2 separate regions of the Sus scrofa genome follow, and region 2 is linked to region 1. The links are chromatin contacts, called in public Hi-C maps. All regions are on one chromosome and are shown on one strand. Each heading gives the region's core, a stretch centred on a gene start, on an enhancer-like site or on the middle of the called end of the contact. The rest is flanking DNA. Distances are from core to core; before and after follow the strand shown.

Region 1 (4,011 bases), core at 49-2,548:
TTGTTTTCAACAGGTGAGGAAAATACACAGCTAATTATAGTAGTTGCTTCTGGGGAGGAAAAAAGGGTAATGAGTCTGACAGTAGAAGACACAGGTAAGTTCAAATTTTCTCTCTCATTGTATCATTAAAAAAAAAAAAGAGGATACAGATCGTGATGTCGGTTGTCAATTTGGGGTGATGAGTATACAGTGTTACTAACAGTCTCTGTATTAAGTTTCACGTAAGTGTAATTCCCATTTAAAATAGATGAGATGCCTGTACGCGGTGTAAACAGTACTCTGTAACTTCCCGTTGGTCCCAGATAAAGTTGATTGTCCTAATACTCTGTGAGCCCACACGACATCCTGGCCCTATCCGTGGGCGTCCTGGGAGCGTGTGAGCAGGGACCACAGGCTTGCGAGGTATTGGTTTCCCATGCACAAATAACAGGGTGTTGGAAATGAGTTAGGAAGCTGGAGTGCAGCATAGAGAATAGACAGTAGCTGGGGACGCAGACTGTGGGCGTAGGAAAGAGTACGGAGACGTGTGTGAAGTGGATCCCGGGGCGTGAGAGCCTAAGAAGCAGTTGGGGGGCTGTGGAGGTTCCCGCAAGGCTCTTCGGTGCTCAGCTTTCAGAAGCCTAAGCCACGCGGCTACCTCCCAGACTCCTCGGAACCCGCTGTTTTGCCCACTCCCTCCCTTTCGTCCACTCCCCTTCCCATCAACAACCTCCAACGCCCCTCACCCGGGATAATGGACCTCGAAGAGCCGCAGCTGCTTCAGATCGTGGACCACGAAGCCATTCTCCCGCCAATTTTGTCCTCTGACCTCCGCCTCCTGACCCCCAGCACCACTCTTCCACCTCTTGCGCCCGGAAATTCGTTCTGGGGCCTCAAGAAGCCGCAGTTTCTGGAAAACGAGTCCCGCCGAGGGGAGGAGGCATATGCTACAGCCAGTAAAATACATCCGTGTGGTTTATGTATATTTCACTACAAATCTCCTGTCTAGAGAGCAAAATTTAAACTTCCGGGTTAGCTTCCAGGCATTCTGGGAAACGTAGTCCTTAGTCTCCACGCTTCAGTCCTGCGGCCCAGAGTGAGGGAGCGTCGCAAAAGTGGACGGTTTAGGGACCCTTTTCTTTGGCTCTCCAAAGGGGAAAATTGGTGAAATATTTTCCCCGAAAATAGTACAAGCCCAATTTCTCATTTTGCAAGAAACGTCGCCCGCCGAAGCCAGACGAGCACGGGCTCCAATCCTTCTTGACCTTTAAATGGGTAGCAGGTAGACGGTCTCTTAGTTCTCGTCAGGTCTCCGCCTCTCTTGGTGCCCCGCCCCCTCTGCCAGAGCCCGCGCCGCCGATTGGCTGAGAGCACTTGAGCGGCGGAAGCAGCTGGCTCGCGCGGGGCCTGGGGGGAGGGGAGAGCTCTGAAGATGGCGGCAGTGGTGGAGGTGGATGTTGGAGCAGGTGCTGCCGGGGAACGGGAGCTGGACGAGGTAAGAAGAGTTGAGAGTCAAGAAGAGGAGAGACTCAACCCGAAAGTTAAGGGAGGGGAGAGGCGGCATCGGGAGTGAGGGGTCCTAGGAGAGCTGGGATCCTGAGAGGAAAGGAGCCGACTGGAGAGCGGGTGCGCGGAGAGGGAAATCTGAGGTACCCTCGACTCCTGGACTCAGGGGCTCGGAGGCGGTCATGAGGTGGAAGGCTTGCGGTACAGGGGTAGCGATGGAGAGCGGGGAGAGGAGTCGGAGAGGTGGGGGTGTTAAGAATCGAGGTTACTAGCTGGGGGTCCTGGGGCGGCAAAAGGGCTGCCAGGTGGTTTGAGTTGGAGGGGCGTGGACTTCGAGGAAGTGGAGTCTTCTTGGGCGAGAGGTTTGGAGTCGGGGGTGGGGACGCGCCCCGGGAAGAGTGCGGATCCACTAGGACTGTAGCTTGGAGTTATTTTTATGTAAGAGCTCTCTGTGTTCTAGAACTTTGTACACAATGTGGGCACAGTAAAGTTTTGGTCCACGAATGGATGAGTAAACGATTATAGCGCGGAATTCATTCATTCACTCACTTAACAAACATTAAGTATCATCTTTGTGCCGAGTCCTGGGCTGAGTGCTACGGACACGAGGGACCTCCCATTGGAGAGTCCACAGTCCGAAGGTGAGAGACACACACTAGTCGTCATTGCATCAGAGGTGTACTGTTGGCACTGAGAAGAGGGGACCAGTTCACTTGGGGCCAGGAACCGCTTCCCAGGGGAGAGGAGCTTAAGGGATAAGTGATTCTCTGGCTCTCTCTTTCTCCTGTAGACTTACGCCTGCTTCCAGCGTGAGCTCCTGAGGGTCTGTGTCCCCTTTTCCTACATAGCAGACATTTAACAACTGGTGTGGTTAATTACCAGTGGTCCTTGAAGGAAACCCCTGGGAGGAAGGAGACGTTGGTTTGAAGGGAATGAAGGGACAGCGCTGAGAAGCAGAGAGGGAAGTGGAGAAAGGAGAGGGAGAAGATTGCGAGGCCAAAGGAGCATTCCTGGCTAGGGGTGCTTGTGGTCTTGCACAAGACAGCGTACGGACAGAGGCAGGAGGAGGAGGAGAAGGGGATTGATTGTGGGGCGTGGAGCCAGTGGGAGCTTTGAGGGATCAGAATCTTAGAGGCTCTGGCTGAGTGTGGGGGCCGGGTTGGGGACACGGGGAAGCAGCCGGGAGAAAGGGAGTAGAAGTGGACTTGAGAAGCAAAGACTGTTGTTTGCTGGTGGATGATGCGGAGATTTGGGTTTACTTGGTGGGGATCGGGAAGGAGGAGACTGAGAAACTGACAAGCGGTGAGAGCAGGGGGAGATTTTTAAAGAAGCACTTTAGACCCATATCTTTGAGTCATTAAAGACCTCACAGGGTCGGTGAGGTGGGCTCGTTGTGGAAATGACCTCCGAGGCCCCTCTCAGCTGTAAGTTTCTGTGATGGTTGGCTGCAGGTCAGTGAGATGTATTCAAAAGTGCCTTGGAAAAGGTAAGTACTGCATTGAAGTTCTTGTATCTGGTTTGTTAGTCACGGGCACTCCCTTTGAGGGGGCTTGATTTCAGTCACATATCTCAGGTTCATGGCGATAAAGAGCCAACGTTTTGGCAAAGGAGAAAAGAACTTCAGTTCCAATGCTAGACGTTCTTGGTTTTCGAGTCTTGGCTCTTCGTCCCTTATTGAAGAGCTTCTAGTAGCATAATCATACTTCCAGAGTGTCATGCCTGGAGATCAGGTTTCTATGTAACCACTAGCATTAATCCCAGAAACCTCTGTTCCTTGTTTCATTTACTGAGAAATACCATGTGTCATCTGGAAATTCTGTATGGACGGATTCTGACCTTTTCCTTGTGTGTTTAAGAAAGCCACTGAGAAAAAAAAAAGAAAGAAAGAAAGAAAGCCACTGAGAAGCAGGAACAGTCATCTCTTCAAGCTCACCCTCCAAACAAACAAAACTGGCAGACCCTAGTTTGTGAGTTTCTACAAATGTCCCTGTGCTGTTTCTTAGCAGCCTGAACCCGAGAAAGAGAGGTGGAATCCATCCTTTGATTTGTAATTATGGGGCTCTGCTGGGTATTATGCACTGGGAATTCACAGATGAGGAAGATAGGGTCTTTACCAGTTTGTGGTTTAGAGAAGAGACATGCATACGGCCACTGCAGTGCTGGATAACTGCTGTCATGGCAGCAAATTCAGTGGGGCCCAGGAGACCAGCACTCCAGTCTGCTGGGGGAGTCCGTGAAGTCTTTATGATGGAGATAGGTTTGAGCTGAAAAACTTAAACATGTTGGGTTTGAAAGAAACACGTATCATTGGAGCCGCTTTCCTGTAGCTCTTTCTGCTTGGTAGAGAGACTGCTGTGGGGCTCAGATCGTAAGAGGGTAGGGGATCGCCTGGCTGAGACGCAGTCGCTGCTCTTTGCCGCTTTGGGAAGATGGTGTGCTCTGGTTTGTTTGTCGGGATATTGGACCTGAGTTTTCCAGTGTCAGATGCTGTTAGCATGATAAGTAGTCTGCAGTGGGAGCCATCAG
Region 2 (3,918 bases), core at 382-2,881, 260 kb after region 1:
TGTGTTTTTTGATGGCCATTCTGATAGGTGTGAGGTGATACCTCACTGTGGTTTTGATTTATATTCCCTGAGGATTAGTGAGGCTGAGCATCTTTTCAAGGGCCGTCTGCATGTTTCCTTTAAAGAAACGTCTGTTGAGGTCTTTTGCTCATTTTTCAGGCTGGTTGTTTGTTTTGTTCATGTGAAACTGTATGAGCTCTTTCTATATTTTGGATATTAATTTCTTATCAGTCATATCATTTGCAAATATCTTCTCCCATTCAGTAGGATGTCCTTTTATTTTATTGAAATGAAACCTTCCCTGTGCAAAAGCTTTTAAGTTTAGCTCCGATTTGTTTATTCTTGATTTTTTTTTTCTTTCGCTTTAGGTGACAGATTCAAAACAATATTGCTGTGACTTACGTCACAGAGTATTAAGCCTGTGTTTTCCTCTTAAGAGTTTCATGGTTTCTGGTCTTACATTTAGGTCTTTCATCCATTTTGAGTTTTTTTTTTTTTTCTTTCTTTAGGGCTGTACCTGTGGCATACGGAAGTTTTCAGGCTAGGGGTCGAATCTGAGCTGCAGCTGCCAGCCTAGACTGCAGTTCACAGCAACACTAGATCCTTTTTTTTTTTGTCTTTTTGCCTTTCCTAGGGCCGCTCCCGCGGCACATGGAGGTTCCCAGGCTAGGGGTTGAATCGGAGCTGCATCCGCTGGCCTACACCAGAGCCACAGCAACGAGGGGTCTGAGCCACGTCTGCGACCCACACCACAGCTCACGGCAACACTGGATCCTTAACCCACTGAGCAAGGCCAGGGCTCAAACCTGCAACCTCATGGTTCCTAGTTGGATTCGTTAACCCCTGAGCCACGACAGCAACTCCCAACACCAGATCCTTAACTCACTGAGCAAGGCCAGGGATTGAACCTGCGTCCTCATGCATACTAGTTGAGTTCATTACTCCTGAGCCACAACAGGAATTCCTTGAGTTTCTTTTCATATATTGTGTTAGACAATGTTCCAATTTCATTCTTTTACATGCAGCTGTCCAATTTTCCCAGCACTACTTATTGAGGAGGCTGTGTTTTTTTTTGTTTGTTTTTGTTTGTTTTCCTTCTCAGGGCCGCACCTGCAGCATATGGAGGTTCCCAGGGTAGGGGTCCAATGGGAGCTCTTGCTGCCAGCCTACACCACAGCCACAACAATGGAGGATCCAAGCCACATCTGCGACCTACACCACAGCTCGTGACAAATGCCGGATCCTTAACCCACTGAGCGAGGCCAGGGATCCAACCTGCAACCTCTTGGTTCCTAGTCGGACTGGTTTCCGCTGCGCTGTGACTTGACTTGACCGGAGAGACTGTTTTTTCTACAGCGTCTCCTCCTGCCTCTCTTTTGTTGTGGTGTAATTGACCAGAAATGCACACACCTTCCTTCTCTCACTTAACAATACACTTGGAAAGTTTTGCATTTTCATTTATCAAGGGCCTTCTCATTCTTTTTCACCAGGTTAAATCTCATGGGGTGTAGGACTATATTTCTTTAACTGGCCTGAAACTGAAAGACAAGCTGTTTCCTAGACAAAGACGCGGCCTGCCCTGACAGAGGCCGGGTCAGGATGACTTAGAAAAGGGTGTGACGAGTCAGGGAGACACTGCTTCCGAGTGGGCCTCCAGGTGGGCCTCCAGGAGGGCCGAGGCAGAGGTAAGGGCAGGACCGGGAGGAAAGGTGCGGATGGGAGGTAGGAGGTGAGAAGCAAGGTAGGGCTCCCCTGGTCTCCGGGGATCCTGCTTTCTCTGCGGACTCTGGCTCTGGTGCCCCCACCCCCACAGCTCGGGCTCAGTTTCTCCTCCATGTGACCCTGACCCCCCGGCCTCCGCTTTGTCTAGGCCTGGCTCTGCCCTGGGAACTTCCCAAGACCCCTCCGTGGGGGTGGGAAGATGCAGGGGCTGGGGGCTGCCCCTGGGGATCTGCGCTCTCACGGGCTTTCCACATACCCCTCCCCCTCCTCCAGGCTCCCCTGGCATGTGGTCCAGGACCTTAAGCAAGAACCCAATGGCTGAATGGCCTTCACATCGCCCCCCCCCCCCAACCCCCGCCCCGTCAGCTTCCCTGTCTGCCTCACCAGCCAGTCTCTGGGTACCTAAACCTAAGCTGCCTTGGGCTGGCGGGAGGGCTGAGGAAGCAGAAGCAGAGGCCGGCCAGCGCCCCTCCTCTCAGTCTGCAACCCCATCAGCAGCTCAGCAGAGGTCAGCCGGTGGTTCCTCTTTTTTTTTTGCTATGGAACTTCTACAGCTAGGAGTTGAATCGGAGCTACAGCCACCAGCCTACACCACTGCCACGGCAACGCCAGATCCAAGCCGCATCTATGACCTGCACCACAGCTCAGGGCAACGCCAGATCCTTAACCCACGGAGCGAGGCCAGGGATCACACCCGCATCCTCATGGATACTAGTGTGGTTTGTTAACCACTGAGTCACGAAGGGAACTCCCTCTGTGGTTCCTCTTATGCAGGAGCCTCTGCCTGTGGGTGAAGCACTGGCTGGCGAACTCCGGAAGGGGAGGTCCGGAGAGGTGGTGCCTCCCCCCGCAGCAAAGCTCAGACTGCACTGTCCTCAGGTGGCAGTGGTGTCCTACCACTTGGCACAGACCTCCACGGGCCCTTCATCGCTTGGCTCCACTGTGCTGTGGGGTAAGCGGCGCGGGGAGGGACGACGATCTGGGCTTGGAAGGGAAACAGGAAATCTGGCCAAGAAGCTTACGGCAGCTTTCTGGCAGAAGTGGATCAACATGGCCTGGCGGCTGACGCTCTTCGTGCTCCTGGGTTTGGTGGCTGCTGTGGGGGGCGCCCGGGCCAAGTCGGACATGCTCAATGTCTGCATGGATGCCAAGCACCACAAGCCAAAGCCAAGCCCGGAGGACAAGCTGCACGACCAGGTGAGGAGGGAGAAGGGCCTGGGGTTGGGGAGGGGGCTGGCCCCCAAAAGGGAAGAAGGCAGGGGGTTGGAAAGAGCAGCTTTGGGGGTGATGGAGGCAGGAGGGTGGCTGAGGTGATCTTGGTGGCCCTCTCCCAGGAGGCCACCACGGCGACACTAACGCGGGGACTATTGATCAAGCACCCACTACGGGCCAAGTGTTTTCCTCCCATCTTGTTGGTAAATATGCCCAAAGCGCTTGACAAATGAGGACACTGGCCAGAGAGTGCACAGGGACACGTGGGAACAGAGGCTGGGGATAGGCAGGCGCCAGGAGAGGGGCTGGTGGCACCTTTCCCAACTTTCATGCTGTGCCAGTCCACGGAGCTCAAAGTCCAGGTAGAAGAAGAGGCAGGTCCCTCACGGTCATGATGCAACAAGTATCTACCCACAGGCCAGGTCCCCACCCCCATCAGGTTCTGAAGAGTCAGTGACACGTCAGACAGGCTGCGAGGACCTCCAAGGAGGGCCACTGGCCTGGGCCATGGAGGCTGAGTAAGAGTTTTCCAGGAAGACAAAGCAGGAAAAGGCAGCCTGGCAGAGGACAGCAGGTCCTCGGACGAGGGGTGACAGCACGAGCAGTGGCAAGTCTAGTGTGGCCAGAGCCAAGGATGCTGCTACCATGGAGAAGGGGAGGAGAAGCCTGGGTTCCCGTTTCATAGGGAGGGCCCCTGAAGCAGCCAGGGAATCTGGGCTTCAAGTCGAACCCCAGGCTCATCAGAAATGAGGCTCTTTCATTCTCTCTGGTCCCCTCGTCTGCTCCGCACCAGTCTTTACATTGCCGGGGGGCCGGGGTATGCCCAGGGCAATGCTGTGTGGCACAGGCTGCCTCCAGGGGCTCCAAGCCAAGAGAGGGAAGTCCAGCAGCCCTTGACCTCTGAGTCATTTCCCACAGTTCATTTGTTCTGGGGGTGTGTGTGTGTGTATGTGTTAAAATAACTATAACATAAAATTCACCATG

The links. Hi-C and Micro-C count contacts between places; a contact is called where the count stands out from the background.
Region 2: a contact with region 1 is called in a Hi-C map of liver, with 5 times the contacts expected there. The contact joins the promoter of FOLR1 here to the promoter of LOC100523131 in region 1. A contact is called at or near these places in 2 of 47 Hi-C or Micro-C datasets (epiblast stem cells and liver) and 1 of 2 datasets of contacts at active chromatin or transcription factors (alveolar macrophages).

Annotation. Positions count from the first base shown.
Region 1 is chr9:6,487,409-6,491,419 of Sscrofa11.1, forward strand. It overlaps LOC100523131 (short transient receptor potential channel 2-like), which reads right to left and starts at 1,299. Exons shown (of 25, transcript XM_021062471.1): 1 at 726-1,299. RNF121 (RING finger protein 121) reads left to right here and starts at 1,348. Exons shown (of 9, transcript XM_003129616.4): 1 at 1,348-1,474. The coding sequence starts at 1,412.
Region 2 is chr9:6,744,446-6,748,363 of Sscrofa11.1, forward strand. It overlaps FOLR1 (folate receptor 1), which reads left to right and starts at 1,632. Exons shown (of 5, transcript NM_213830.1): 1 at 1,632-1,685; 2 at 2,497-2,919. The coding sequence starts at 2,773.